Regions from separate parts of the Mus musculus genome. Here regions 2, 3, 4 and 5 are each linked to region 1. A link is a contact called in public HiChIP or PLAC-seq data. All regions are on one chromosome and are shown on one strand. The core of a region is the stretch at or near the end of the contact, and the rest is flanking DNA. Distances in the headings are between cores, read along the strand shown. Region 1 has its middle 21 kb from the start of Mir1929. Region 2 has its middle 82 kb from the start of 4930431F10Rik. Region 3 has its middle 14 kb from the start of 4930431F10Rik. Region 4 has its middle 41 kb from the start of Gm22503. Region 5 overlaps Gm35154 (a long non-coding RNA gene).

What was found. HiChIP or PLAC-seq counts read pairs in DNA pulled down with a chosen protein or histone mark.
Region 2: a contact with region 1 is called in a BATF HiChIP or PLAC-seq map of CD8 T cells, with 5 read pairs. The contact joins two enhancer-like sites. A contact is called at or near these places in 1 of 484 Hi-C or Micro-C datasets (bone marrow-derived macrophages) and 3 of 115 datasets of contacts at active chromatin or transcription factors (CD8 T cells, effector CD8 T cells and large pre-B cells).
Region 3: an H3K4me3 HiChIP or PLAC-seq map of the 230-238 cell line shows a contact between it and region 1, with 3 times the contacts expected there. The contact joins two enhancer-like sites. A contact is called at or near these places in 1 of 15 datasets of contacts at CTCF or cohesin (large pre-B cells), 1 of 484 Hi-C or Micro-C datasets (nephron progenitors), 3 of 115 datasets of contacts at active chromatin or transcription factors (the 230-238 cell line, bone marrow-derived macrophages and large pre-B cells) and 1 of 9 other capture datasets (embryonic stem cells).
Region 4: an H3K27ac HiChIP or PLAC-seq map of microglia shows a contact between it and region 1, with 11 times the contacts expected there. The contact joins two enhancer-like sites. A contact is called at or near these places in 2 of 484 Hi-C or Micro-C datasets (bone marrow-derived macrophages and liver) and 6 of 115 datasets of contacts at active chromatin or transcription factors (bone marrow-derived macrophages, embryonic stem cells and microglia).
Region 5: an H3K4me3 HiChIP or PLAC-seq map of bone marrow-derived macrophages shows a contact between it and region 1, with 2.7 times the contacts expected there. The contact joins two enhancer-like sites. A contact is called at or near these places in 1 of 484 Hi-C or Micro-C datasets (liver) and 2 of 115 datasets of contacts at active chromatin or transcription factors (bone marrow-derived macrophages and neural progenitor cells).

What each region holds. Positions count from the first base shown.
Region 1 is chr10:44,378,725-44,383,371 of GRCm38.p6, forward strand. No RefSeq gene overlaps it. Among named protein-coding and RNA genes, the nearest start is that of Mir1929, 21 kb to the left of the region's middle. Within about 2 kb of position 2,232, at least 189 of the 459 cell types and tissues checked have an H3K27ac peak or open chromatin away from gene starts, as enhancers often do. A contact at or near this core is called in the 230-238 cell line, CD8 T cells, bone marrow-derived macrophages and 2 more, where this site is marked.
Region 2 is chr10:44,819,057-44,823,703 of GRCm38.p6, forward strand. No RefSeq gene overlaps it. Among named protein-coding and RNA genes, the nearest start is that of 4930431F10Rik, 82 kb to the left of the region's middle. Within about 2 kb of position 2,700, at least 13 of the 459 cell types and tissues checked have an H3K27ac peak or open chromatin away from gene starts, as enhancers often do. A contact at or near this core is called in CD8 T cells and effector CD8 T cells, where this site is marked.
Region 3 is chr10:44,750,517-44,755,163 of GRCm38.p6, forward strand. No RefSeq gene overlaps it. Among named protein-coding and RNA genes, the nearest start is that of 4930431F10Rik, 14 kb to the left of the region's middle. Within about 2 kb of position 2,350, at least 13 of the 459 cell types and tissues checked have an H3K27ac peak or open chromatin away from gene starts, as enhancers often do. A contact at or near this core is called in the 230-238 cell line, where this site is marked.
Region 4 is chr10:44,689,387-44,694,033 of GRCm38.p6, forward strand. No RefSeq gene overlaps it. Among named protein-coding and RNA genes, the nearest start is that of Gm22503, 41 kb to the right of the region's middle. Within about 2 kb of position 2,350, at least 57 of the 459 cell types and tissues checked have an H3K27ac peak or open chromatin away from gene starts, as enhancers often do. A contact at or near this core is called in bone marrow-derived macrophages and microglia, where this site is marked.
Region 5 is chr10:44,636,727-44,641,373 of GRCm38.p6, forward strand. The region is part of intron 2 of Gm35154 (a long non-coding RNA gene); the gene reads left to right. Among named protein-coding and RNA genes, the nearest start is that of Gm35154, 40 kb to the left of the region's middle. Within about 2 kb of position 2,190, at least 37 of the 459 cell types and tissues checked have an H3K27ac peak or open chromatin away from gene starts, as enhancers often do. A contact at or near this core is called in bone marrow-derived macrophages, where this site is marked.

The DNA of each region.
Region 1 (4,647 bases), core at 982-3,481:
TTGAGACCAGCCTCCGGGACATGGATCCTCTAAATTAATTAATTATATAATTTTAATTAAAAATTAAAATCCCCAAAGAAAACCAAAAACAAACAACAACATAAACCAACCCATAAACATAAACATTGATTCTTATATGTCTTCAGATTTAAGAATTACAGAACATAGAACACTGAGCTAACTCCCATGGAATAGTCAGGTTCCCTTGTGTATAAAATACAGTTAACAGGAAATGCCTCATAGGACAATAGAAGAGTTTATGTGAACAAGTAACATACAAAATGCTTGAGAAAGCACCTGGCAGTTTGTACCCCATAAATGCTGGTTGTTCTAGGCAGAGGATGTAACTCAGTTGGTATGTGCTTGCTTGGCATTCATAAAGCTCTGGGTTCCATTCCCAGCACCACATAAAACAAGGTGCTATGGCTTCTTCTACCTGTGATCCCGTTTTGGGAGGCTCTGTAGCCGAGGCCAAGTTTAAGGCCAACTTGGCATACATGAGACCCTGTCTTGAAAAACCAAACAAATCCATAACGTTTGGTTGTCATTGTCCTTGCTTCATGTTCTTGTCAACTACATGTTGAATATCCTCACCTCACTCCCAAAATACACTGACACACACAGACACAGATACACACAAACACACACATACACACAGATACACTCTCACACACTCACACAGATATACACAGTGACACACACAGACACACTAACACACATTCACATACATGCACACTGATACACAGATACTGACACACATACACACTGACACACACACACACATAGAGATACACTCAAACAGACATACTCACACAGAGACACACAAACACTCTCACAAACACACACACACACACACACACACACACACACACACCACCACCACCACCACCTCAGTCTCCTTCAGTGTCTGCCTACCCTCCATCATCTTCAGTTTTTCCTGCAACCTTTGATCTCAAGCTGTCCTCTGAAGTCTGTGTCTGTCCGACCTGACAGATGAGGCTAAGCCTGGCCCTCTTGCAAGCTGGCCTGTGCCAGAGTTGTCTAGGCAATGTTTGTTGCTTTTTAATGATAAGTATAACTTCTGGGGAGTGCTAATTTTAAAAACTTTTTAAAGGTCAATGCCATACTTCTGTTGAGCCAGCTCACCTGGAGATTGGCTTTAGTGATGGGATTCTCTGCTTTGGCTCTGCTATGCTGTTCTCAAGCCCACACACTGGACCTTCTTGGTCCAGTTGTCCATGTTTCCATAGTTGACCAAATTGTTTACCCTAATTCCCCCACAGTTAAGAAAATTCTGTGACATTGTCAAGAAAGCCATTGTCCATTTAAAAGGTCATTCATCTTTTTAAAGGTCTCGTTCATCTCATTCATCTTTTTCTCTCATTCATCTTCCATTGGTATTTTCTGCCTGTGTTCACTGTCTGCGCAACAGCGTGGCTGTTCAGCGCTCTCCATATGGACCTTTGATCCCTCCCAGATTGCAGATTTCTGGAGACCAAAGCCAGAGAGCTTGGTACCACTCCTGAGGTGAAGGGCAGAACGGGCGCAGCCTGTCTGAGGACTCTCGAGAGGGTTCTGCCAAGCACATGGCTCTCTACTTTTCTCCTCTGTTATTTCCAGAAAGTCTCACAAACTCCTTCCATCTCAATTCGGGCCTTCTTCAACAAGCAGAGACAGATTTAAGGTGAGGGACTTCTCCGGCTGGCCCTGCAGCCGGGGTCTGAAAGTGACGTGTCAGGCAGGGGTTGGGGCGTGGTTGGCCTCCACCCTCGGCTGGAAAAGGACATTTTTTTTTTTCAAGGAGAAGGTCTTGTCTCTGTGTCTACCTCATCGCAATCCTCTTTGTCTGGTTTCTTCCTCCTACCCAGTCTCCTTTGCCTGCCTTCCCCTTTCCCTGACTGACTTCCAGGCTACCCCTCCCCCAGCCTGTCTTCGTGCCTTCCTCCTTACACTCGCCTGATCCTCTGTGCGTCTGGTCGGTTTCTGTTCCCTCTTGTTCTTTTTCTTTCACTTTCCGCCGCCCACCCGTCATTTTTAACAGTGTCATCATGACTTACAGTGTGGGAACATGGAACTCAGCGTCTCCCACATTACACAGCCATCTCCGGATTCCATGTGACCAGCACTCTTGCCCTTCGCTATGAGGGCAGAATTGATGCCCCACCACTTCCCAGCTGCCAAGGCCCAACTCTCTCTGAGTCTCTGCTTCCTGCTCACTGCAGAGGAGGGCAAGGCTAGAGCGGGAGGATGGGGCAGCTGCTCGTACAACTGCGAGCGGAGGTTTCTAGTACTGACATATATGACTATCTTCATAATCGACAGAGCTCAGCTGAAACATCCAAGTCAAACGAATAGCAGGGTCTCAGTCATACACAGAAAGCACTCTTCCCTTTTTCTTCCCTCAGCCCCACACATGCAGGCTTGTGCAATCAGTTCTTATATAAAGATCTGCTTGAAGTCAGGCCTGGGGTTTCTCGGAGGCATTATACCCCCCTTTCAAAGGTCAGGGTTCACTCAGAGCAGCTAGAGTAACCTGGATGTTAAGAGTTGGGAGGGGAGGCACCTCGAGGTTTCCGGGAATAGGACCTTCTTAGACTCTGTTTCACAATGCAAAGAATGGTTTGTATGTCTCACATGCAAACCAGATTTGTTGATCTGAGTGGCAATGTCCCTTTGCAACTGTGACCAAGGATGGAAATTAAGCCTGTCTCTGTCTCAGAGGCTGGGCTTCTGCCAAGCACTCCGTTTACTGCTGGTTTGCTACCTTAACCCTTGGCAGCAGCCCGGGGCTCTGCTTGCAGCCAGCACCCAGCCAACACAGTGAAAGTGATCTTTGCATTGAGCTGTCTGCCTACAGGTCTCTACAGGCATCTCCTGCCCTGGCCTGTCTGCAGAGCCAGAGAGGCTGGCTGACAGGAAAGTGAGCCAAGGCTCCTGGCAACGTTCCAAGTCCCAGAAAGGAACTGCACCTAATCCAGCATCCTCTTCCTTTTTTTTTTTTTTTTTTTTTTTTTTCAGGTGCAAGTGGTTAAAATTCACAGTCATGGTTCCACTGAGTGGAGAAGCTTCACTCCCAACACAGCAGGGCCGGTCCGGCGCTGGGGCCCAGTTAAAGGTGATTAAGCTGTTTAGAACAGAACGGATGCTCAAAAAAGGGGCCTCCAGCCACGTTCCTCTCTGTTCTGCTGTAGGATGCTGGACACAAAGGCCCTCGGCAGCTGCCACCCCTCAGTCTCGAACTTGCCTAGAACCCTGAGCAGAGACATAGTCGGTTCACTATCCGGTACCGACCGGTTCTGGTATTCTGTGACAGTGGTAAGCGAAACGAAGCCACCTCCCATGGGCGCACCCTCCCACGACACCTGCAAGAGAGCAGCCACAAAGCATGAGGCTGCTGGTCCGTAAAGACCTCGAAGTGGCCTCAGAGGCCCAGTTCGGGTACTGAGAAAGTATTGATGTTTATGGACTATGCAAAGATGGTCTGAAGAAAAGGGAAAATACAGCAGAGATCTTCCTACATAGGAATGCAGTTTCAAAACACAATTTGAAAAGAACTATTTCTAGGGGCTGAAGAGGTGGCTCAGCAGTTAAGAACACTGGGAGCAACTCCAGAAGACCCAGGTTCAATTCTCAGTGCCCACATGGCAGCTCACAACTGTTTATAACTCCAGGTCCAGGAGATCAAACACCCTTCCAAATACATAATGTAGGCAAAACACCAATGCACATAAAATTGAAAGAAAGAAAGAAAGAAAGAAAGAAAGAAGGAAAGAGAGAGAGAGAGAGAGAAAGAGAAAGAAAGAGAGAAAGAGAAAGAGAGAAAGAGAGAAAGAAGAAAATAAATCCGGGTAACGGTGGCACATGCCCTTAATCCCAGCACTCGGGAGGTAGAGGCAGGGGAATCTCTGTAAATTTCAGAATAGCCAGAGCTGCACAGAGAAACCCTGACTCAAAAAAAAAAAAAAAAAAAAAAAAAAAAAAGAAAGAAAAAAAAAAGAAAAAGAAAAGAAAAAGGAAAAGGAAAAGGAAGGAAGGGAGGAGGAAGCGGAGGGGAACTAGTTCTATAAAACCGTAGCTTTCATCCGTATTCACTAAAGGGCAGCAGTCTACCACTCCAGGCTGCCTTATATCAGAACTAAATGTGTAATGCTGCCCAGGCTGAGTACTCACCTTAGGGTCCTTTTAACTGGTTTTGAAAGTTTCAAAGCTGAACTTCCTAAGGGCTTTGCCCTAGACCTATCGATACACATGGAAATGTAAGGGGGAAAAATCCTTTAACCTCCATATATATACACATACATACATATTAATCTGAAAAAAAAAGGAGAAATTGAGATGTAATAGTAGAGGCAGGACTAGCAGTAACTGACTAATACTTACTATGCTCATATGCGGTATGAGTGTAAACGTCATACACACGCAGTGTCAGGTTTTTTAAATTCGATTGTATGACTGAAATGCTTGGTAGAACTTCTGCTTCTGGCCAGGATGGGATAATCGACCCAATGTGTCTTCCTTCCTGCAATAACCTCCAGGAGGAAAGCAGACAGAACACACAAAGCGCTTGTTTTCACAACAGCAGACCTCAGGCAGTACAGAGCAGTGCTCCCTGAGAACCGGGAAACAAACGAGGGGCCCTGGGCTTGC
Region 2 (4,647 bases), core at 1,450-3,949, 440 kb after region 1:
ATGTTTGTATTAACTCAGTTCATCTTCACAGCACATTTAGGAGCTAACCATAGCAAAATGGTGTCTTCCACATAGAAAATTGACACTTGAGAAAACTCAAGTTTTCATGGCTCCATCTTGTTTTTGTGAGTGTGTATCTTCTGATTCCTTGATAGGGTGTCCTCTCTTCTTCAGAAAAGAAAATAGAACTTCTGTCTTTCCTCACTGAAACCAAGAGACAAAAAAAGATATGTATTCATTCTAATAGTTAACTTGAAGATGAATTCCCAGTTTTAAATATTATCATGGATAAGCCCCAGCATCAACTAGGGTGGATGAAAAGACATTGGACCACGCTTTTCCAGTCACTTAGTTCTCTTACATCAACTTTGGCCAAGAGAATGCCTAACCCCAGCAAGGAGCTATGGGACCTATATTACCATGAGTGTCTTAAGTACACTCATTCCTGTCATTGCTATCAAGTACTTTCTCTTTTCTGTATTCATATCCTGTTCTCAGTACAGGAGCCATAAGTGACAGTAGGGACATGCCTAGGCAATGGGGGATGGGCAGTGGAAAGTAAGTATGAGAAAGTACTGCCGAGACAACAAGATAAAACACCTAGAATGCAGCTCAACTTCAAGAGAAGATGGAAAGCTATCTTTTCCCAGACTCAACCATGCTGAAGAGTTCAAAAGGAAAACAGAGAATTGGTAGATTGAAAATGAAGAAAACATCGAAGGAAGCAGACATACAAATGTATGCTTGTTGGTCACGCTCCCACCCCACTCCAATTAACATTTGTAAAAGCTAGATTAATGGTGGCCCATTTATATGGATGCATTTACTGTCCTGTGGATTTCTCCTACATCAATATTAACAAATTTAACAGTAATAGATGACCGAAAAGAAATGACTGAATTCTGAGATTGAGCAAGCTTTTTTCCACTTAGCTCAGACCACTGAAAGATGAGCCCTATGTGAGAAATGGAAAGGGTAAAGAAACAGTATGTATCAAAAACAAAAGATAAGTTTAAAATTTTCTATCAAGAGCTATTCTTTGTCAAGGGCATGCTAGATTCTTTGGAGTCAAGTTTAGTCTCTCTCTCTCTCTCTCTTTCTCTCTCTCTCTCTCTCTCTCTCTCTCTCTCTCTCTCACACACACACACACACACACACACACACACACACACACACACACACAGAAGTGTAACAACACTTCTCATAACACAAACTACAAGAAAATGGAGTTATAGCAATCCTTTTAACCTGAAAGTGTGCTCCAGAAAACAGGTATCGTTGGCCAAAGCAGCTCAGTTCAAATCTCAAGAGCCCTAGATACGAGGAGCCAGAAATTCTTAGAAGGAACACAGTCTGTAGGACGCAGGGATTATACCAGCTAGAAAAGTGAATGAAAACTGATAGCTCCCTTGACTTCTGTTTGTCAAGGAGATTGTCACTGTTGACAGGGATGGCTGGCCCTGGGGAAAATGGGCAAGATAAAACTTGACAGAAACACTTGGGAGGAAATTTGACACTAGTAAAAACCACAGGTGTGAGTGAAACCACTCAGTAAAAGTTGGGTTGTTTTTCAGGGTCTGATGTTCTACGCAGTTCTAGTTCAAATTTAGAAGTTTGAGTGAACCATGTGGGGATGTTAAAACACAGAAGGCATTCCCCAGAGCCAGCAGAAGCATTGTACAATCACTACTCTCAGGGTACTCTCTAAGCTATTTAGGTTTGCTGAATGCACAAACAGCTCAGTGTTTTTAAGGGAAACACCCTGAAGCAGATAATAACTTGATCTCCGGGCACACTGAGCCCAGGGTTGTGTCCCAGAACCACTGTTTATTAGTTTGACTTCTCATAATTTCATTTTCTATGCCCCGGACTTCTAATTTTAATTGGAGATAATATTTCTATCTGATGGAAAGGATAATTGGAGAATCAAAGGAGACAATGAATGCGTTTAATGTTTGCTATGGTGCCTGGCACGTGGGAAGAGCTTCTTGAATCTTAGATATGGGTTTTATATTGATAGAATCATACAATAGCAACACTAATAAGAACAAACTTTTAAAGCCAAGCCAACATTTTTTTGACATAGGCTCTTACTAAGTAGCCCAGGCTAGCCTTGAAATCTTAAGGGCTGGGATTAAAGATTAGTTTCTTGAAATCTGCACCTGAACAAAGAAGAGATACTCTGATCTCCAAGAAAGATAAATGAAAATCTTCGTTTTTGTTTGTTTGTTTTTTCCTCCTCCCTCCCTCCATTCCTTTCCTTGTCACTCTTGGTTGTTCTCTGATAAGCTCCTTGTACCCTACACCTATGTTTCAGAGCCTGTAAGCAATCTTGAGTACCCTACTGCTGGCTTCTACTGGTCTCCACACTGCCCTTGCTTGAAAGGGATTTATTCACTATGTTCACAAGAGACATGGATCATGGTTCAGAGAGAAAGAGATTGAGAGAGGGAGAGAGAGAGGGAGAGAGAGGGAGAGAGAGAGAGGGAGGGAGAGAGAGAGAGAGAGAGAGAGAGAGAGAGGGAGAGAGAGAGAAAGCATATTGCTTTATTATTTTACAAGCAGGCTTACAATAGCACCCTCTATTTATAAGTAACATTAGGCTCTTTGTTTCTTGCTTACCTCCTTTAGCAGAGTAAGCAAGGCAAAGCAGGCCACTTTCTAGTAGATTGTGAGAAGATAGACAGCAGCATTAGCTTCACTGTGGGTTTGATGTGGAGAACAGAGTCAAAAGGAGATATTCTTGTGGGTTTCTATATGACTGAGAGGCAGCAAAGCTCTTGCTGTGGCAGCCGATTAAAACGAATGACATTCTGATCACCAAATGTTAATAGGTCCAAGTGGAAGTGTGGTGACCAAAGTTGAGTCATAACTTGAAAGGAAACCAGTCTTACCCATGTTTTTTTTTTTTTTTTTTTTTTGTTCTTTAGTGAAGACCCTTACTAAGCTCTTTGAAGACCATGGCTTTCTACAAAGGAGCAGCACAGCTACCGTTGGTCACAGCAAGTGGCTCTTCACACTCTTCAGTCTGAACAAGAACCAGTTATGAGAAGCTAGGGTTTTACTTACTTTTGGTGTGGTTAGCATTGGTGGGAAGGCAACTTACTGGTCTCTCCATTTATTAACATCATTGATCTTTGGGGTTTTCTATTGTTGGTCTGGCTAGCTTGGTTAAGGCTAACATCCTTTTGCCACGGAGAGTCTTGCAAAGTTCCTCCTCATCTGGCCTGTGGCTGAGCGAGGGGCTCTTCTGAGCCTCTTTGAAACCTATTTGGAACATTCCTAAACAGCAAAACTTAGACTGTTAAGTGATTTTTTTTTAGGGTACTTAATTATGGAGACCTCTGTCCTAATGCTTGAATTTGCATCTTTGTCCTCGATTTTTTTTCTTTAGGGGAACTCTAATATCTATTCCAGAATAGATATTCAACTTGGATTGATTATAATTGGGGAGGGATTGGATTTTATCTGGAACATGAAATAAACAATTCCTAACACTTCTTTATCAAAAACTACACAAAAGAGTGTTCATATTTTCATGTCAGAACAAACCTGTTACTCTAAAGTTTTGATATTATTTCTCAAAATTTTCATACCTGCTATTGTTCATATGTAAAGAAGCACCCAATGTTCTGTTTCAGTTAGTCTGCAGAGTGAAACAACATTTATAACACCCACTTTCATTGTTTATTAGAAAGTTAAAAGCCACAGTTCAGTGTAGGATGGGAAACAAGGAATTGTCTCTGAGTTCCTCTGTGGAGCTTCTGGCTTGTGCCCTCACAGCTCAGAAGCACTTCTCATCCTTCATATAGAGACTATTCTGTTTAGAAGTTGGTAAGTACACGTGTAGCTGCTTCTTTCCAGGAATACTTACTCCTTTCTTGCCACTCTCCAGACAGTAAGCTAATTTCTCAGAGTGAAACACAAGGAAACACCACCACTCAGTACACCCTGCATGCTTTCTACTGTGAGAAGGTATACCAGAAGCCAGCCTCCAGAGATCTGCTGAGCACAGTCTTTAAACGAGGTGACAGCTCATTGACCACTCTTTACATGGAACAAGATTTTCATTCCAATAGCTGAAATTTCTAAGAGCAACAAAACACAGCTAATATTCTCACTTTCCTATTTGAAGACACCTGCAATTCTCCATACACTTATGAGAAATCTGTGTGATAGAAGTTCACCTCTACAATTTACAAGAGGAAAAAAAGAAGTGGACTTTCTCATGACGTGAGCTTCCAAAATTATCATCTCATAACCAAGAAGAATACAGTCAATATAGAAGCTCATAGTAGTGGGGGAAACAGAGGCCCAACTGGCTATCTTTTGTCACCAAATGAAGCTTCTAGTACTGAGATTGGGTTACATCTAATTGAATTGTTGGCCAAAGGGATCCTATGGCACCCCCAAACAGCACAGGCTTTTGGCAAGACTATAGTCGGTTTTCCACAAACAGACAGCAAGTTCCCATGATGAAGACAATATCTACACAACTCATTGAACATGGAGAAGTTGACCTTGTACCTACATAAAGCCCTCACTGTTAAGTTTTAGCATCTTAGGTATAAGAAGGTACTATGTGCATGACCAAAAGAGATATGTAAACACTAAACCAGCTACAAACCTTTTCATCTACAATGGTGT
Region 3 (4,647 bases), core at 1,100-3,599, 370 kb after region 1:
GGTGGTGTAACAAAACAGAGTTGGCCATGCACATCCTGAACGCTGTTGCCAAAATTTGGTTTTAATTAGCTTTATGACCCATCAAATAGCCATTTCCATGAATGAACCCTTTGCCATATATCCCTACCAGTTCATTCAACATTAATAGGAAAACCTCTGTATTAAAACTTACAACATACCTCTGCAGTCTCAACCAAAATGCCCCAAGCCAAACAGCACATAGTGTATTTGTTTTTCAGAAGGGAAAGCATATTTTTCTTTTACAGAATGTTGATGTGCAGTAGATGTTAAATACTGTATTCATTTTCTAAGGCTCTTCTTAAATTGAAATGATTTATTAAGGCAAATTATTCTGAGCAGATTTTTGTGTAGCTATATAGGCATAAAGGATGATGGTGAACCAGAAAAAAAAAAAAAAACCAAAACGATCTTTTTCAGAGTATGACAAAGAATTTAATATTTAAAAAAGTAAGAAGATAGAAGTATCAATGGTGTAATTTGGCTGAGGTTAAAGTTGACAGTAGATGGGCAGGGACCACAGACTGTTAAGGAGACTGCAGCACCTTCTCATGAGGATTCTAGGCTAGACCTTACTTCCATCCTCTGATCCCACTTTCCTAGAGAGCACGGCAGCCCCAGTCCAGGGGTTCCATTCTGTGGCTAATCATTAGACTCCTACTGTTTTCCATCTCCGTGTGTGAGGACAGGAAACCCAGAAAGCATGGCTAGGGAAGAGCAGTTAATTTTTAACTCAGGGTTCATCTTAATGGAGTCTGGAGACCTGGTGGACTCTTTAATTGTTACCAGAATTTTTCCATCCAGATGGGCTTCACATGACAAATATCTGCGAACCAGCACAATTTCAGTCACTGCTGAGGCGCAGCATGGAGAAGCTCTCTACGCATGTCTGAGTCCATTTGGAAAGGAAGGAGCCTTTTTACGGCCTCTGTCCACGGCGCCTCTTCAGGTGGGGTTTCTATCCTGCCTGAAAAATTCTACACTCAAGAAGTAGCAAAAGTCTCATTTCCGCTGGTGTAAAAGTTTGTCTCCATAATGAGCATGTCCCCGGGCCTTGGCGTCACATCTGACCGAGGAGGGTTAGGCATTTAGTGGACAAGAACAGTTGTCACAAGATCACAGCCCAGCCTCTCAAGCACAGGTTTTCCCAGGAGAACAGTCTTCTTACCTGCTTTGTCATCAGTAAAAGTTTGGCCTCCACAGTTTCCCATGTTCACAAAGAGGTGAGGCTGAGGAGAACTGAGGTGCTGACACATGTGGGGTTCAGGGTCTCTTGAGGTGAACCTTGGGGTTGTGGGAGGGTGCCCCTTCATGCCTTTTACATTTTGTAAGGGTTGCTTGGTATTACACCGCTATGTATTTCCCTTCAAAAAGTTCATCTACAAATCAGATATTTGTTCTCTATGCATTAAGCTCCTTCCTGGGGCAGTAACCAGAAAATGAAAGAAGATATTAGAAACCATTATTCAGGCAAATGGAGAGCATGGAAAAACTCTGGACACAGTAAGTGTGTGGGGACGGAGAGGACCACAGATGGAGTCTGGAGGTCCGGACTCCCATTCCCAAGACCTCCTCACACTGCCCCCTTGGTTTGAACTCCACAGGGATTATCTGGCCATTTCCATTTGCTACATAATGACTCTTGCTCTTGATAAAGTAACCAAGAAGGATGGAAAGAGGCTCCTGTGAGGGAACCTGAAGGGAGCAGGACCTCCCGTGGCATGTGTTTCGGGATCTGAAAAGAGGAAATTCATACACAAAGAACAATTGGGGAACAAATGAAAAAGTCTATTTCTCTGGATGACTTAAGAGCACGAATGAGATTACTTGTGTGTCTTGAGTCAAAGGTGAACAGTTAGCAGGAGGGATAGGAAATAGAATGCTTTAGCTTCCAGATTTTGATTTGAAGTAAAAAACCAGATACTTGGTGCTCAAGTACTGATTACATTGAAGCCACTTAATTTGGGGCAGGTTTTTTTTTTTTTTTAAATCCCTGGATTCTCTAATTCCCTACAGAGTTTTATTTTTAAAGCCTTTGTACAAGACAGAATGACCAGAGAAGAGCTAGGGTTTGTTTTTTTTTTTTTTTCCTTAAAGGGGTTTGAAGTTTGTTTGCTTAACAAAGTGTTTGCAGTCATAATTAGGTTGCATATTAAAGTTCAAAACCAACTCATGTTGGAAGTGACTGAAAATTGTTACCATCTGATGGCTTTGTGGGCAGAACTCTCACAAACGACACTGCACGCACCGAGGCATAAAGGCCGGTTTCTGGGTATGGCCCCAGGAGGCTTGCAGAGTCTGGGCAACGCTCAGACTGCAGATTTCCCAGGGTGGCATCATGGGTCTTAAATCTAACTGTCACAACATAATGGCTTTGTTCTGATGCAGCCATGCCTAGGGGATTTGGCTTGCTTTTTCATACTTTCATCTCGTGTCTTATCTATCGGTGGAAACACAGAGGTCACAACAGTTGTAATTTCTGAGGAAGTTCTTTAACACTCACAATGGAAAATCCTTCTCAATGCCAGGCTTCCTGAGAGAGAGCAAGGGAGAGAGAGAGAGAGAGAGAGAGAGAGAGAGAGAGGGAGGAAGAGAGAGAGAGAGAGAGAGAGGGAGGATGAGTCAGCTATGCCTCTGTTGCGTTGAAAGGCAAAACTGTGTTTAATTTTAACAGTGCCCTACTTCCATCTCAGCCAGCATATGAAGCTGATTTGGGAATAGAAAGAAGAGTTTTATATGGTACTTTTCAAACATCTTGCCCCCAGCAAGAACCCAAGTGTTTCTGAGAGAGAAATCTTGCTATCTGCCACACCTCCATCTTTTATTTCTTCATAGAAGGACTGGACAGTCCAAGTTGTCTCTTCTGATGGTGAGCATTCCACAAGAACAAAAGCCTACTAAGTGCATGCTGGGATGCAGGAGTTGGTACAGATGACCAGGGTGCTTGGAACTACCACACACGTGATACTGGAGGGATTCTTATGTTCAACTAAAGCTCTTGGACCCAGGTTTATATGCAGTAGGAGGAAGACTGCATTTCTTCCTTTCTTTAAGGAGCTTCCATATGAAATTCACAACTGAACTTGGACCAGGTTTAAGGATGAATTTTGATTGTGAACTCATTCATTTCCTGAGCATTAGTCTGTCCCTCTTAACTCTTCTAGGACATACATACATGCCAACACATCCATGCTGCTTAATAACATAAGAAGTAGAATCTGAGTAGGAAAACAGTCCAGGATAATGACGAAAGAAGCCACCGAGGATTTGGTTTTGTGATCCAAAGCAGGCAATAATTACAAGACAAAATAGAAAGAATTACAAAATATTAGACTGACTTTATAATGGGCAGTGTGTGTGTGTGTGTGTGTGTGTGTGTGTGGTGTGGGAATCACAGCACACTTTTGAAGGTCAGAGGATCACCTGAGAGTGTTGGTTCTCTCCTGCTACCATATGGGCCCCAGGGTTTAAACTCAGGTCATCGGACTTGGTGACTAGCACCTTTACCCACTGAACATCTCACTAGCATTAAAAAGATTTTAAAAACTTTTCTGAAAGTTACTTTTTGGATACCTATTTAAATGTACATCACAAGCAAATATTTTACTGACCACTTTATAAATGAGTGTTGTCCTGTTCCCTTCAGAGCCTATGATAACATTTGGAGAAAAGCATTAAGTAGACAATGTCCATTCCATCACTGTGCACAGAGCCCCCCTCCACAGTGAAGATAGCAGATGTATCATTTTAGCCAGAAAACCGAACTAATCTGGACCAATGCTGTTACAGTACAGGCTCGTTTATAGAGTGACCCTATTACCCATGAGCATTTGCAAGCCATCAGGATCTACTAGGATATAGTAGCATAGCCAAGGAGAACACTCAGCCCAGTATCTACAGTGAGGCAATATCCTTACTCCACTGAAGGTTTGAATGACAAGTGGAACTGTCTATATGCTAAAGCAAAATTTATGACCCTGTTTAACATGTTTGAGACTTAAATTTTTATTTCTTTCTGATCTGTGGCTCCATGACCCTTATTTATAAAATGTGTATTCTACATAATCAAAATATTTTTAAAAAGAAACAATTCTCAGAAGTTTAAAGATGGATGATTGAGATGATCTGTAAAAGGCTGGTCCCGACATAAAGCATGTACGGCCCTTACATGTATACCAGAACCCATGCCAAATTTGCTTATTTAAACCTGAGATAGAAACAAACTCTGTTGTTACAAACAGGCACTCTAGGTTATCACTTTTGTGTCTAAAGAGTCTGAGGGTAAGGACACACATACCAGTCCCTGGTGTAGCATGTTGTTTATCCAGAAAGACTGGCTGACTGGCAGGGAGGGAGTCGCATGCCAGATGAGTCCAGGGATGTACAAAGACTCAACTCTCGAATTCAATCAAGAAGGAATCATTCAATAACTCCGTGTTAAACTCCAGCCATGGGTACAGAGCAATGGGGAGTGTGTGAAATTAATCCAAATGGAAAAAAGAAATCTATTGCAGACTGTCAATGAACTGAGCAAGTCATCAAACAAGCAGAAAGAGGAGGCGTTACCTTCTCATAACTCACAGAGCCAAGTGAATGTTTACACTGTCACATGTAGTAGAGTTTGTTCCT
Region 4 (4,647 bases), core at 1,100-3,599, 310 kb after region 1:
CCCTTTTCTTTAATTACTGTTACCTATTGTTAACCAATCAGGGAGCTTATCCCTGGTGGTGGTAGGGAGGAACCAATCTTTCCTCTTTCGACAGCCACTGAAGCTCTTTGTTTAGGGGTGAGACCTTAGAAAATGTCCCCTCTCCATGCTGGTACATCAGTTGAAGTTACCATTATGTGGGTCTTGTTTCGGTAACTATACAGTTAAGATTTTATAAGTGGAGAGTTTCCACTTTGTGTCTAGAAGACACTCAGTAGCAGCAGGCTAGGCTTGCCCCCTCATACACATACACACACACAATGTATATCTATTTTTAAGTAAGCTTGTTGTAGTGTTTCCCTCTGACTTTTTCAAACATCCTTACCATGATTTGTTCCTCCTGCTTCACTCTCCCTGTATTACTCTCTCTCAGTAAAACTGCCTCAGATTTTGTTTTTTCCTTTTCTGCTTTCACAGTACCTGTTTCCTACTACCCTGTCTAGAGGAGCCCCTTCTCTTTGCTTCCTCCAAAGTCCATTTGAAGAGTTTTTGCTCTGTATTGCCTGAGCTGGGCCCTGGCACACTGGTATCTTTTGTGAAAATTCTCTGAGCTCCAAACTGGCATTTGTGTGCTTGTCTATCTACAGATAATAACCCACAAGCAGTCTTCCTGCTTATGGAATGACTAATTCCACCGTTCTTGAACAGTTGTTCTTGTGGTGGTTTCCACACAGTCCTGCAAAAAAACCATGAAGTCCAAAGGGGGAAAATCACTATGGATATAGTTTATTTCTATGTCCCAAAGCATTTGATTTTGACTATTCTCAGAATTAGAGAAAATACTTTTCTTTCCCAATCTAAATATATAGAAGTTTACTTTCTATAACAAAATTTAAATTTAATTTAATTTAGCATCAAATGACTTGGTAATTACCAGCCTTGAAGTGATATTGAATATTTATACTATTACCCATATCTTAGGTTCACACATCACATTTTCCTTAACACTGGGAATGAATGGGACATTTAAGTTTTTGGGCAAGATAAGGTCAGGATGACAGGCAACAATGGGAAACCATGTTAGACATGCTGACCTTGGTCAAATGTTCTTGATGTTTTTCAGAGCAGACTTAGAAGTCTGTTCTTTGGACTTCATGGTTTTCTGCAGGACTATGTGGAAGCCACCACAAGACTGACTGTTCAAGAATGATGGAATTAGTCATTTTCTTAAAAACTCCTAATATGGCTAGATTAGTTAATAGATAAAGAGTCACATTGGACATGAAGTCCTATTTATATAAGAGGGGCATTGTAAAGTGGATCAAAAAGTTCAAATACTCAAACAACAGCATTGTTGTGATGGGCAGGCAACTCTAGGCATTTGGTGCTACCCAGCACTGATATCCTCAGCGTCACACAGTACCCATTTGATTTGATCTCAAAGCTAGAATTCTAAGGACTATAACCTTAGGAACATGGGGAGAGGTCTACGAGCTTTTTAAAAGTGTGTGTGTGTGTGTGTGTGTGTGTGTGTGTGTGTACATGTTTTCCTGTGCATGAATAGAAGAGGGTAAGAATATTAACCTCTACTTCAAGGGTAATAAAAGTCCATCTGAATTTCCATTTGCTATGTCAGCAAAGAGTATATGAATTCAATAACTCATTTAACAATATGACAAAATATTTATAAAGACTCCCTCACATATAAAATCCATGCATGGTAGTGCACATCTATAATTGAAGTATACATTTATAACCTGAGCACTGAAGAGGTCATCAGAATGGTCACTACAGGTGCAAGGCCAGCCTGGGGTACCTAGTGGCTTCTAGACTGTGTAGGACTACTTATGAAGATCTGTCTCATAAAACAACCACCACTACCAAAAAAAAAAAGTCCTAAGAAATATTAAGTGTAGGTTTTTGTTTACAAAATGTCTAGAGTCATTTTGCTTCCATTTTCACTGCTAAGTTTTTAAGTCTATGGTTCATATCCTATCTCTGTAACTCCTTGGACCCAATCTCCATTCCAGCTCTTTAACCCTTTATTCAAATTGGCTCCTAGAAATCACTGCTTGCCACTTCAGCCTCTAGTGTGCTTTCTTTCAACCCATCCCCACTGTCTCTCATCATTATTTTTCTTCTTGCTCCGGAAACCGTCTCACTTCTTACACCTCTGGCATGTACTCCTCTATTTCCTGCTAACGTCCTGTCTGTTCCGATGTTTCCCAGACGCCTTTGCTTCAGTCTTCAACGCCCTCCTACCCGAGGTTTCCACCTACGTCTTCCACTTCTCACAGGCCACTACAGTGTGCAGAGACTATCCCTGTTCTCATGGCTGCAAGCATGTGGGGACGGTGACTCACAGATTTACAGCTCATGTCCTGTTCCTTGCTCACGGTTTATTCCCATCTCTCTGACTGACCATTGGTCATTTTCACTTGAAATTCTTCCCAGAGTCTCAAATTCAACAACAGCTAGCTAGCTGAGCTTGCCCTCTCCCCCACAAAAACACTTCCCTTTCCTAGTTCCTCGTTTCTGCCCCACAGTCCAGTCTCACGGTCATTCCTGCTGAAAACAAGGAATCCATCTCAACCGTGTCTCTCTCATCCTTACCTTTGCTCACCTGAAATTCCCTATCATGTCTGAAAATTCAGTTCTACTGACTTGTTTCCCCCAAACTTCCCTTACTTTCTCGAGGTTCTTTCTTTCTTGATCATTTACAATGCCTTCTAGCCAGCCTCTCTGACTGTACTTCCCGTCTGTCAGCCTGATCTCACACATTACTCCACGGTTCTCTGAAACAACGTTTCACACTGCTTCCCTGTACCCAACTCTTGGTCCTCCTACGTTATTCATTGTTCTTTCTCGATTGCAGACTATAAAGCAAATAATTATTCTTTGGGTCCCAAAAGATACTGAATACCATGCTAAATTCTATCTTCAAAAGATACAATTGTTGCAGAAATCAAAGGAGAAACCTCTACCACTCAGGTTAGAAAACTAGATTAGTGTCTAAATAACACAATAAATGGGGACAAATGAGAAACTTACCAGTGCTACATGGACCAGGTATAGAACAGCAAGACCAAAAAAAAAACCCAAGTCTTAGATTATGTAATTCTGAACGCTGCTCAGCTGAAGGCTCGGTGAGAGAGCTTTCCTAGGATGAGGGTACCAGTAATTGATCAGAGGAAAGAGATAAAGCAAGTTTGCTGTTGCAACTTTCCTCCTCAGCTTGCCAATGTCGGTAGAAACCCTGCCCCTGGGGGATTCAGCTGTAAATTTATGGTGTTGGAATAATTGATGAACTCCAGGGAGTTTTTACTGAATTCTTATTGGTTCACTTTTTGATGGACTTTTAAAAACTATTACTGACTCTTTGTGACTTCTGTGAACTAGAAAATCACTAAGTCCAAGTTCAAGTGACTCCAAGGTAAATTTTTATGTGCAATGACAGTGTCGGAGAAGTTTCTAGGCCTTGTTTTAGACTATGCTTGGCCAGGCTCTTATATACACCCTTTCTTCAGAGAAAGGACACAAGGAAGAATATTTCAAGTCAGTTATACCAGATGTTGGGGAGAAGATGTTGGAAGAAGATAAAATAACTCAGCAAATTAACTTAAGAAGGAAAAGAGAGGCTTAAAAAAACGTTTTTTAAAAAATCTATTTTTATTTAAGAAGGGAGTTGGTGTGTGACTTTGTACTTTGTTCTTAAAATCACTTTTATTTTCCTAGCCACACCACATTGATAAAATCCAGATGAGTCTTTGGCTACATTAACTTGCTGGATAGCTTTGTCAAATGTTGTCCATCTAGAAAAAGGCTATCCATCTTGAGTCTCACCACAGCCTGCTATATACTATAGCTACAAGTAAGAAAAGCCTTTTAAAAACTCTCTTGTTACTGCTATTGTGTTGAAGACCCTCACCCTTGACCCAGCCATCTTGCTTATAGAAAACCATTTTTTTCCCATGAGTGTCTAGTGATATGTGTGTGTTTGTACTAACAAGACTGAGACATACTTGGCAGTACTGCTATTATGTTTACAAATCTAGGTTCAGTAAAAGATCCTGCCTCAATAAAGTAGAGAGTAGCCAAGGAAGGTGCCTGGCCTCTACTTCAGAGGTGAACAGCTTGTCCAACATTACCAAAAATGTTGCTAAGGCAGGAACAAGAGAATGTCTAAGGGACTTAGGAGCCTGAAAATCACCAGAAACATTGTATGTTGTATGTTATATGTTGGGAACAGAACCCAGCCAAGAGTGGATTGAAGAGAGAATTGGGATGTGAGGAAATAGAAACACCAAAATCTAGATGACTCTACAGTGGAGGAGCTGGAGATGAACAGGAAAGGAATGATAATTAGGGGTACAAAGGGCCAGCAGTCAAGGTAGTTGATTATAGAGTCTGTCCATAGCTTTACATGAATGATTCAGAAGGCAGGGAGACACGAGTGATATAGAAAAAGGAGATACTACAAGGAGGGTCCCTAAACAAGGATAATTCTAGAGTTCACAGGTGGAATTGCCTTTCAATATAAGGGATGCATCTTTCACCATATTCAGAGGGTTTTATGAGTGTGGCTATTGATCAGACATACCAGATCTGTAGTACTGAAAAGAGAAGGAAGGAATAGCATTAATTCTTTAGTTGCAAACAATAGATGAT
Region 5 (4,647 bases), core at 940-3,439, 260 kb after region 1:
TGAGGCTTTTTTCCTTCACAGCATACTTTACCAGGAAAAGGCATTAGAAGGCTATGGATGGTGGTGTTTATTGGGTAGTGGTTTTCTCCATACCATCACCTAGTTAACTTCTTGTAAGGTCATCCTGGTTCATAATGCTTAGTTCACAGGCCTGGTCACATTGAGCTGGTGTAAGGGGATTAGCTTCCTGGAGGTCGCAGTGAGTTTTCAGTTGGCTGAAGAGGATCTAGACTCTCCAGGTCTCAGCCTGACAATCAACAGGAAGCAGTTGTGATCACAGTAAGATATCTCTGAGGCAGACTACTACCGACCCACGCAGTGATAGACAGTAGCACTAACCATTCAGTTTTATTCAATTTCTCTTAGCTTTCTGGACAGCCAGGAGGCTCTATTTCTTAACTTGACCAATATCTAAGTTTTCTCTCTAGAATCCTCTTCTTGGAGTCTAATGAGCTGCTGAGTCTAACTGACTTTCTGGTAAGTACTCTTTCTACTCAGATGAGATGACTTCCCCTCACTACAAGAAACAGATCCACTGCTCTGCCAGTACTAGTAGCATTGTAGTTGTGGCCAGCAAAGTTCAGGCTCCCAAGAAACAAATGAACATGTCTCTCTTGACTTAGAAGTATTCTTATCATACACCATGAATTTCAGTATTCATTTTGAATACTCATCTGGAAACCAGAGCCATCTTTTAGTTCTCATTCTCTTCTACTCTTCCTAAATACAATATTTTTATTGACTTTCTGCATGCATAAAATGTGTTTTGATCATGCTCACCTATACCCTTCTCAATTGTATGTGTGTATGCGTGTGTGTGTGTGTGTGTGTGTGTGTGTTTGATTCTGAATTGTGGTGCACATATATATATGGATATGCATCCACCCACTGGAGCATGCTCAACCTACCAGGGGCCACAGCCTTAAAGAAAACTGACACCATCTCCCCAGAAGCCAGCAACTCTCACTAGCTCCTCTGCAATCGGGACTTCAAGAGTCCCTCCCTGGTCTCCATGCTGGAATGTTGCCTGACTTGGTATTGTGTACGTCATTGGGCAGGCAAGCACAAACACAGTAAGTTAATAATGTGAGTTCCTGAATGAGCAGTCCTGTCCTGTCTAGAAGACACTATTTTCTTCTGATCCTCCCTGATCTCTGACTCTTACACTACCCCACCCCTGAGATGGTCTCTGACCCCTGAAGAGACAAGGGGTGATATAGATGTCCCATCTTTGTCTGAGCACTCCACAGATTCTGCACTTAGACCAAATGTGAGTTTCTGCATTATTTGATGTCCCCTACACAAAATAACCTTCTCTGATGTGGTCTGAGAGCTGCACTAATCTACAGTATAGAAATACAGACTTAGAAGGCAGTTTGTTGGGATCCATCTGGTAAAACCCTTTTGTGGTCAAATTTTCAGTACCAGACATGTGTTTAGAAGCTGGCTACTTCTGTAACACTCATGCTACCATTGCACCCATGAGTACATCTTGTCATAGTGGTAGTTATTGTAGCTTTCAAGGTTCACAGTGGGGCAAGGCTATTGAGAATCTGACTCTACCCTACCAGTAGCCTGCACAACATGTACTGCTACTGAGAAAGCTTGTCAACAGAAAGGAACTTTCCTGGTCAAAACCAACTTGATTTCTCCATTTCCTGTGGCCAACGTGTGTTCTGTCTTCAGCAGTAGGGTCTTACCATAAAGTCCTGGTAGGTAAGCAAGAACAGTGGCAGTAGATTTTATTGTGGGCTCAGGCCAGGGGAGCAGTCCCTGAGATACTCTTAACCAACAGCTCAAAAGGAGGAAGATCTTAACTGGAGACAGGTTTCTTATATGACATTCAGTGGCTTCTTAGAGAATCATTATCTCCAACTAGGGTAGCACTGTCCTCCACTCTTTCCTAGTGTCTCTAATTTGACTTTTGACACCATGGTTTCTGTTTACCCAATACCCATACCTACCTTCAACCATACCCACAAAAGGTTATTTTTATAAGCATCAATATGACCATAATTACATTTTTCAGGGACACCCTATGCCTGAACTGCTCTGTGTGGCTTACAGATGCCATGGCTACTTGTTGACAACATGTCTTGCAATATTCGAATCCACTTTCTGCTCTGGCCAATGCTGAATTACTTTCAGTTCCCCTAATGAACCCCATTCTTTCCCACAGTTACTTGTTGCCATGTGCTAGTCTTCCTCCGTGTAAGAACACAACTCTTAGCCCTTCAAGGACTCAGTTTAAACATCATTTCTCTGGGTATGGCAATTATTCCATACTGCTTCCTATTTAACTTGGAATTCTGGTCTGAATTTGTCTATTTGTTTTCCTCACATGGGAAGGCAAACACTTCAGAGGCAGGCATTATATTTTGTATTCAATTTGTATCTCCTGGGATTCTTGAGGATATCATTATTCTACAAACCCACAGTAGTCATTTTCATGGCAATGGAATGTTAGCAGGAACAAGAGGAGAATAGTCAGTTTCATTTCCCTAATAAGATAAACTTATTCTCTTTACCAGGTAAGCGTTAACATACTGGCTGGCATATAATAAAATGTATTATATAGATAAATATTTTTTATTGGAAATATACATATATATGTATATATATATGTAAATTATACAACTATCCTTAATCAATGAGCCATCAGATAATGTCTCTATTTAACAGTTAATCTTCATTTAAGTCTACTCCCAGGGTATCCTTCCTGGGGTGCTTATTTCTTTGAACTTACCCTAATCCTTAATGTGTCTAATACTGCTTTGAACAAAAGCAAATAATAAAAATTAAGAGCTAAGCGTGTCTTGTGGGACACCCTTCTCGACTCCTTAGGTTGCCTGAATTTAAAGGTCCATGAGTGTTCTCCTAAGCAGAGTTGTTAGAAGTTTCCAACAGTAACTAGGTAAACCCAACTTCTTGTCTAGATTCATTCTTGTCTAGAAAAAGAAAGCTATTTATGCTACCATGAACATTTAAAAACTAGCAAGGAGTTAAGAAACCAAAAGGAGACACCTTTAATTTAATGTGATTGAAATACTATATAAAATTAGCCCCTCATACCAAGCATTACATTTCTATAGGTATCCTTCCCCTAGGGATCTCCTGTGGACAACCATGAATATTAATTTCTTCACTTACAGATACTTACTGTGGTGAAGAAGATACTGTCCTCACTAGGACTGAAATACCAACAGAGTTGAGTGTGTCATAGAGGGGACCAATGCGTTTCCTGTGCAGTCAGAAAATCCCTTTGAGAAAGTGACAAGGAGCCAGACATGTTGGGGAGAAGCTGTCTAGTCAAAGGGAAGATATTTGAGGTCCCATGTTAGGACCTTGCAAAAAGGAAGAAATATATATATTTATCTAAAGAAATGCTTTTATTTATACATACATATTTATATTTCTATATGAATATAAAACATGTTTACCTTCCTTAGTCATTGAGGAATACAGACCATTATATAATGTGTGTGTATGTGTGTGTGTGACACAATATCAGAATGTTTGAAATAATGAAAAAATTATTTTTGAGACAAGGTCTCCCTATGTAGCTCTAGGGTTTCTGGAATTCACTGTGTAGACCAGGCTGGCCTGAATCCTAGATATCTGTCTGCTTCTGCCTCCCAAGTGCTGTGATTATAGGCATGCATCTCTATGCCAGGTGAAATAATGAAAATATTTTTCACCAAAGGTAAGGAAAGACGTAAGAGCAACTAGAACACTATATTTTGCTGGTGTGCATATACATTAGTAAAACTATTTTGGGGTATTATTTACTACTGTCTACTAAACTTGAATTCAACATATCATATGACTTAAAAATTTCTATTTCTAAATCGAACATAAATTTGTTGTATGTGCGTCTAAACAGTTGCTAAACTTTACTTCTTATAGTAGCACTTCCTGTAAAAGACAAAAAGTAAAAACAATCAAATGAGCAGCAATGGTGAATGAATAAACTGCAGAGGATTCCTACAATGCTGTGACAATAATTAGTGAGCCTTTGTTACACATACCAGAAGAGAATATTGTGGAGTGGAAAGCAGCCAGAAACATGCACAATGATCACGTGCTGCCGTTCCTGTAAAAGTCAAGGCCGGATGAACAAATCTGTGGTGTTGGAATCAGGTTTCTATGGGTAGAACATAGGGAGTAGTGGCTGGAAATGTGTTGAGAGGGATTGAGTGTGGGAAGCCGCCCCCACATTCGCCGTTACAAGATGGCGCTGACAGCTGTGTTCTAAGTGGTAAACAAATAATCTGCGCATGTGCCAAAGGTAGTTCTCCACCCCATGTACTCTGCCTTCCCCGTGACTACAACTCGGCCATGGTCTGCAGCCAATCAGGGAGTGATACGTCCTAGGCGAAGGATAACTCTCCTTAAGAGGGAAGGGGTTTCGCTTTCGTTTTTGGGTTTGAGGCTTGCACTCTTGCTCCTGAAGATGTAAGCAATAAAGTTTTGCCGCAGAAGATTCTGGTTTGTTGTGTTCTTCCTGGCCAGTCGTGAGAATGCGTGTAAGAATTGAGGTGTGAGCTATGTCTTCTTTTTAATCCAGGTGATGTAGGTGGTACTTGGTGCTGTTACATCGAGCTATGTGTTTATAGTTTTTCTCTTTGCATGCTTTTGTTTCAACAA